Linked DNA regions of Gossypium arboreum: region 2 is linked to region 1. A link is a contact called in public Hi-C data. All regions are on one chromosome and are shown on one strand. Each heading gives the region's core, a stretch centred on a gene start, on an enhancer-like site or on the middle of the called end of the contact. The rest is flanking DNA. Distances are from core to core; before and after follow the strand shown.

Evidence for each region. Hi-C and Micro-C count contacts between places; a contact is called where the count stands out from the background.
Region 2: a contact with region 1 is called in a Hi-C map of leaf, with 2.3 times the contacts expected there. The contact joins the promoter of LOC108489301 here to the promoter of LOC108462104 in region 1. A contact is called at or near these places in 3 of 5 Hi-C or Micro-C datasets (all in leaf).

Annotation. Positions count from the first base shown.
Region 1 is chr3:126,778,004-126,780,818 of ASM2569848v2, forward strand. LOC108462104 (G-type lectin S-receptor-like serine/threonine-protein kinase LECRK2) reads left to right here and starts at 1,414. Exons shown (of 1, transcript XM_017762099.1): 1 at 1,414-2,815. The coding sequence starts at 1,414.
Region 2 is chr3:127,007,320-127,010,166 of ASM2569848v2, forward strand. LOC108489301 (serine/threonine-protein kinase STY46-like) reads right to left here and starts at 1,257. Exons shown (of 16, transcript XM_017793745.2): 1 at 604-1,257; 2 at 377-491. The coding sequence starts at 785.

The sequences.
Region 1 (2,815 bases), core at 164-2,663:
AAATTGTAATAAATTTGAATTTATCAAATTTACTTAACTTACAATAATAAATATATAGTTTTGGTTTAAATAAAATTAATTAAAGTAATTAAAAATAAGGATAAAAGTGTTAAAAATGATACATTATCAAGAGATTGTAAGGTAATTTAAGGAAGATGTAATTTTTTATAAAATACTTAAACAGCATACAATCCCAAACTTTTAAAACAAAAACATTATGTTGTGTAATTATTACAATAATAATATATTACTCACATTCTCTTGATAATATAATTTTTTTTTGATACTTTTGCTTAATTTTACCTAAACAAAATGAAAAATTAATATAAATTAAAGAATGAAATTGTCTGGTATTATAAAACTCTAAGCCACCCGCCATTTAAAATTTAAGAAAATAAGAATTCTAAGTTTCTTTGGGTCAATAATAAGAATTCTTTTCAAGGATAAGAACAGATCTAAAGATGGAATTCAATCCTGTTCACTTTCACTAAATTCACATCAAGTTTGAACCAAACCATCATTAAAAAAATGGTTTGGGTTAATTACATTACGCTTATCAAACTAAATCTTAAACTTTTAAATATTTTAATTAAATCTTCAAATTATCAATATCGTATAATTAGTCTAACATCAGTTTCGTGTTAAATACATGCTTATATATGAAGTGGAACCATATATAAATCATATATACATATATGTAATATCATTTTATAGAAACGTGAATTTAATATGTTAAAAGACAACTAAAAAGGACTATTTATTTCTTTAACATACTTTATAGTTAACTTTTATAACGGCTAGGCTAAAAGAAAAAACTGATTGATACCGTATTAATGCTTTTAGGATTCAATTAAAACGTTTTAAGAGCTAATTTAAAACATATGCCATAGTTTGGAGACGTTTGCTGTTATTAACCCAAAAAGTTTTTGAGTCAAAACGCATGGTCATGCATCGCAGCCTTCCAAAAGGAAAACCTACCGAAAACCATGAAGTCTGCTTTGGCTGTTGTATAATTTTCTTTTTTGTATTAAGGTTTGAACTATTCAAAGGCTTGGTATAGGAGAAATGAAAGTAACATTCTAAAGACTGAATCATTTGGATCCAACGAGGAAAGGAATTTGATATTTTTTTTAAGTAAAGATCTGAATAAAGAATTTTGATTTATAAAAAGCATTGGAAAGGAAAGTCAACAAGCCAATGGCTGCTGAATCAAGATTTGTAAACTATTTTCTTCCCTCAAGACCCGGTTTCAATTCAGAAAACATCATGTTCCATGAAAACTGAAGGGCCCAGAATAGTGACTTATTTTTCTGTGGAATCTTCAACCTAATTTCCAACTCAACTTAACCAGGCCTTCAAAAATGGCTAAAACCTATTCATAAAGAGACAAACTAAAGTCCCAAACTTCCAAAAATGGCTCTCCTCTTTTCTCTCTTTCTTTTAATAACAACTTGCATAATCTTCACATCACAAGCTCAAACAACAGTTTCCAACATTTCTTTAGCTTCTTCTCTTTCGCCAACCGGTGATTCACATTGGTTATCAGAGTCTGGTCAGTTCGCCTTTGGTTTTTATCCTTATGGAAATGGCTTCGCTATAGGCATATGGTTTCAAAACATTCAGCCGAGAACCATCGTATGGACGGCAAACCGAGATGAAACGCCGTTTTCGAGCCATGCCACGTTGCTTTTCAACACGGAAGGTAGGCTTGTTGTGCAAGAGAATCAAGGACGGGAGATAAGCATCATTGGAAATGCGAGTTTTGCTTCCTCAGCTTCCATGCTTGACACTGGCAACTTTGTGCTGTTTAATTCAAGTTCAGAGATCATATGGCAGAGTTTTGATTACCCAACAGACACCATTTTGCCCGGTCAGCGGCTTTCCCCCGGTCACCGGCTGGTTTCCGATGTATCCGAAGCGAATCATACGAGTGGCAAGTTTCAAATCGTGATGCAGCCAGATGGGAACCTGGTGCAATATCCAATGGGTGCAGTAAAACATAATACTGCTTACTGGAGTGCTGGAACATTTACTGCGGGAGATAATGTGACCATGAATCTTGACAATAATGGTCATCTTTACCTCCTGAATGCTACCGGATTCATTATAAAAAACTTTACCGAGACCGTTAGCGTCTCTCGTGACCCCATCCACCGAGCAAGTATCGATGCGGAAGGTATATTTCGAGTGTATTCACATAGTTCTAACCAATCTGGTAATTGGTCCATCCGATGGTCATCCACTGAGAATAGGTGTGATCCCTATGGCTTGTGCGGTGTGAATAGTTACTGTACTTTGATGGATAGGAATCCTATATGCAAATGTCTCCCTGGGTTCGATTTCATCGACCCGGACTGGACTGACTCAGGATGCAGAAGAAATTATTCAGAAGATGCCTGCATCAGAAAGGATCAAAACTTAGATGTTCAAGATATGAACAGTTTGTCTTGGGAAGAAGATCCTTATGCTACGTTCGAATCAATATCCAAAGACGATTGCAGAGAAGAATGTAGAAGAGATTGTAACTGTGAAGTTGCCATATATAAAAACTTAAAGCAAGTTTGCCACAAGTTGAAACTACCATTAAGATTCGGGAGAAGAGGAACAGGAGGCAGAGTGACAACGTTCGTGAAAATGGTAACCGGTTTTCAGACAATACACGAAGGCCGAGTTAAAAAGAGTAAACTCCGAATGGACTTTTTCATTACCGGAATTGCATCTTTGACGGTCGCGTTTCTCGTTTTAGCGCTCTCCGGTGTTATTATATACCGGCATCGGATTCAACAGTACAAAAGGATTTCTGACCAAAGAGATG
Region 2 (2,847 bases), core at 7-2,506, 230 kb after region 1:
TTTCTTCCTAAACTTCTGTACCACAAACCCTGCATATATGTGCAATTCTCCAAAGATTTGGTTCCTAGAAACTTTTCTTTAATGATTATTGACAAGTAAGTTACAAACACAATTTACTTATTTTTCTTGCAACACCTACTTTTTTTTTCTGAAAAATAATAAACCTTACTACCTTTTCCTAAATTCAGCTTCTATGACTTTGCTTGAATCCCATTCTAAGCCTACATATGAACTAGTAGTTGAAAAGAAAATCATATATCTCGAACTTTCCCTGTTTCAGTAACCGTATCTTGAATGCAACAAAAAGGTACTAAAATCGGAAGTTCTTCTTAATCCCTAAACATTTGCTATTAAAACAAAAGGCAAAGAAGTATACCTCCAAGAAGCGGATATGATAAACTGGCCGCCTCTCCGGATCCTTGGCCAATGCAAGCAGCTTGTGATGTAACAAAACATCTTCCACTCTATCCATATTAACATCAAGTCCATAGCTGAATCCGACAAGCAAACAACTTCATCAGCTTCAAAATATCCAAGTACACAAAAATACGTATAAAAATAGTTATACAAGCGCAAATTATTGGTTTAAGAAATAGATTTTACCTAGCAGGCAAGCGATTGAAGTGAGAATCTAAAAAGTCGCGAAAGTCAGGATTAGAAATAGCTTGTTCGTGGCCAGATTCGACTAAGCGATTGAAAACGTCGTTTCTGACATCGTAGCTGTTGAAGCTGCCAAAGCTTCTCGGCGGCGATGAGCTCTCTCCGACACCTTCAGTCAAATCCATCAACAACGAAACCTACTCCTTCGTGTTCTTCGTTGTTTCTATTTAGGCATCGCATGAGGTCAGAAATTACAGTGGTTTTTTGGTTGTTGATCAAAGTGAAGGATCTTTGACTGGTGATGGAATTTGAGAGGACCAAAATGGAGGGAGATGATTGTGGTTTCAAGGGAATACAGAGGGTAAATTTGGAAGTTCACATTAAAGTGTAGCAGAGAAGGAACAGGTGAAGGCGAATGTTCATGTAAGGGTGTTGGCCAAACAGTGAGAGAGACTTCGTTTTCTTTTTTCCATTTTCGTCCTTAAAATAAAATATTAGGACTTAGGAGATTAGTCAGTGGATAGAGTTCGCCAATTCTTTGGATTAAAATATGTTTCCCAAGTACAGAAATGACCTTGAGGAGTACAGAGAATTACGAGAATGACATTTTCGTAAGCAGAAAAAGGGTGAGAAAAACAAAAAAAAAAAAAAAGGAAAAATGCGAGATTCGTGCGTCGTGGTGGTGGCATTATTATTACTTACACGCGTTTTTTGAGTAATTATTCCGACAAGACATATATTATATGCGATTTTGTCTAAAATGAAACATCTTTCACTTTTTTAATTCAATATTCAATACTTTTCAAATTAAGCTTAATTTTTAACTAATTTAATATTTTTCCTTGAAACACTTACCGTAATTACTTAAAAGGGTAAACTCTAAAATACTTACCCCAACATATTTTTATTAATATTATATTTTAATCACTAATACCATCAAATTTTAATATTTTAATCATTCTTCTATTAAATTATTAATTGTGGCTTTTTAATTAATATAATAATAATTTTAATTCTCCAATATTTATAAATTTTATCAATTTAGTTTTAATTCTAAAAATTTAATAAATTTCGCTCTTAACTTTACACATTCTATCAATATAATTTTACTTTTTAAAAATTTTAAAAAAACTATTTAAAAAATAAATATATATATATTTAAAAGTTCATTTTGAGATTAAAATACATAAGATTTTATAAAATGCATACAAAATTATAAATAAATATTCATTTTCTCTTTTTCAATATGATTTATTTATTGAATTAGTAATTTTATAAATAAACTATATTTTCAAAAAAAAAAGCCCCACAAGCAAAACTTAAATTAGATTCAAATTTTTTCATTTTTTAGTTTATTTTTAAATAATAATTTTTATTATATATTTTGCCTTTTCCTTAGTCCTCATCAAATTTTTCGAGTGTTGGACATTGCCTACACCCACAATCACCTGCACCAATAATTATTACTTCAAACTCCTTGACTTTCATCCTCCATCATCACGCCATCAAATTAGGAATTGGTTGTGGAGTTGCCAGCGTAGCCTTCCACCTATTGGATCTCCAAAAACTCATCCTCACACATGTATCTCTAATTATGCCCGCGCTCTATTGCAACCTCAAACTCAAACACAAACACAACAAAAACCATTCTGGGAACAAACTAAAGACATTGATCCTAATCTTTTTCGACCTTAGGTTGTAGTTTTTTATTTAAGCTAAACATGGCGGTCGTTAATGTTGAAAAAAAGGAAATTTTGGATCTGCATAAGTTTTCTTCATGGCTTTTTCCCTCTTGAATTATTTTGTTTATAAGATTATTATTTTATTTATAAAATCATTATTTTATTAAATAAATTTCATGTTAGAAAATGAGAAAATATATATTCATTTATTTATAAATTTTATAATTTTGTATATATTTTACAAAATCTTACGTATTTTAATTGAAAAATAAACTTTTAAAATTTTTAAAAAATTAATTTTAATTTTTAAGAATCAAGACTAAATTGATAAATGTGTAAAGTTGAGAGCTAAATTTTTAGATTTAGGACTCAATTGATACAATTTGTAAACATTGAATGGTTAAATTTGTTATTATGTCAATTAAAAAAGGCAAATGTTAGTGATTTAACAAAGGAGTGACCAAAATATTAAATTCCAATAACATTAGTAGCAAAAATAGAAATTTGTAAACTTAGGTGACCAAAACAGAAACACATTAATAATTGGGTGACTATTTTTAAAGTT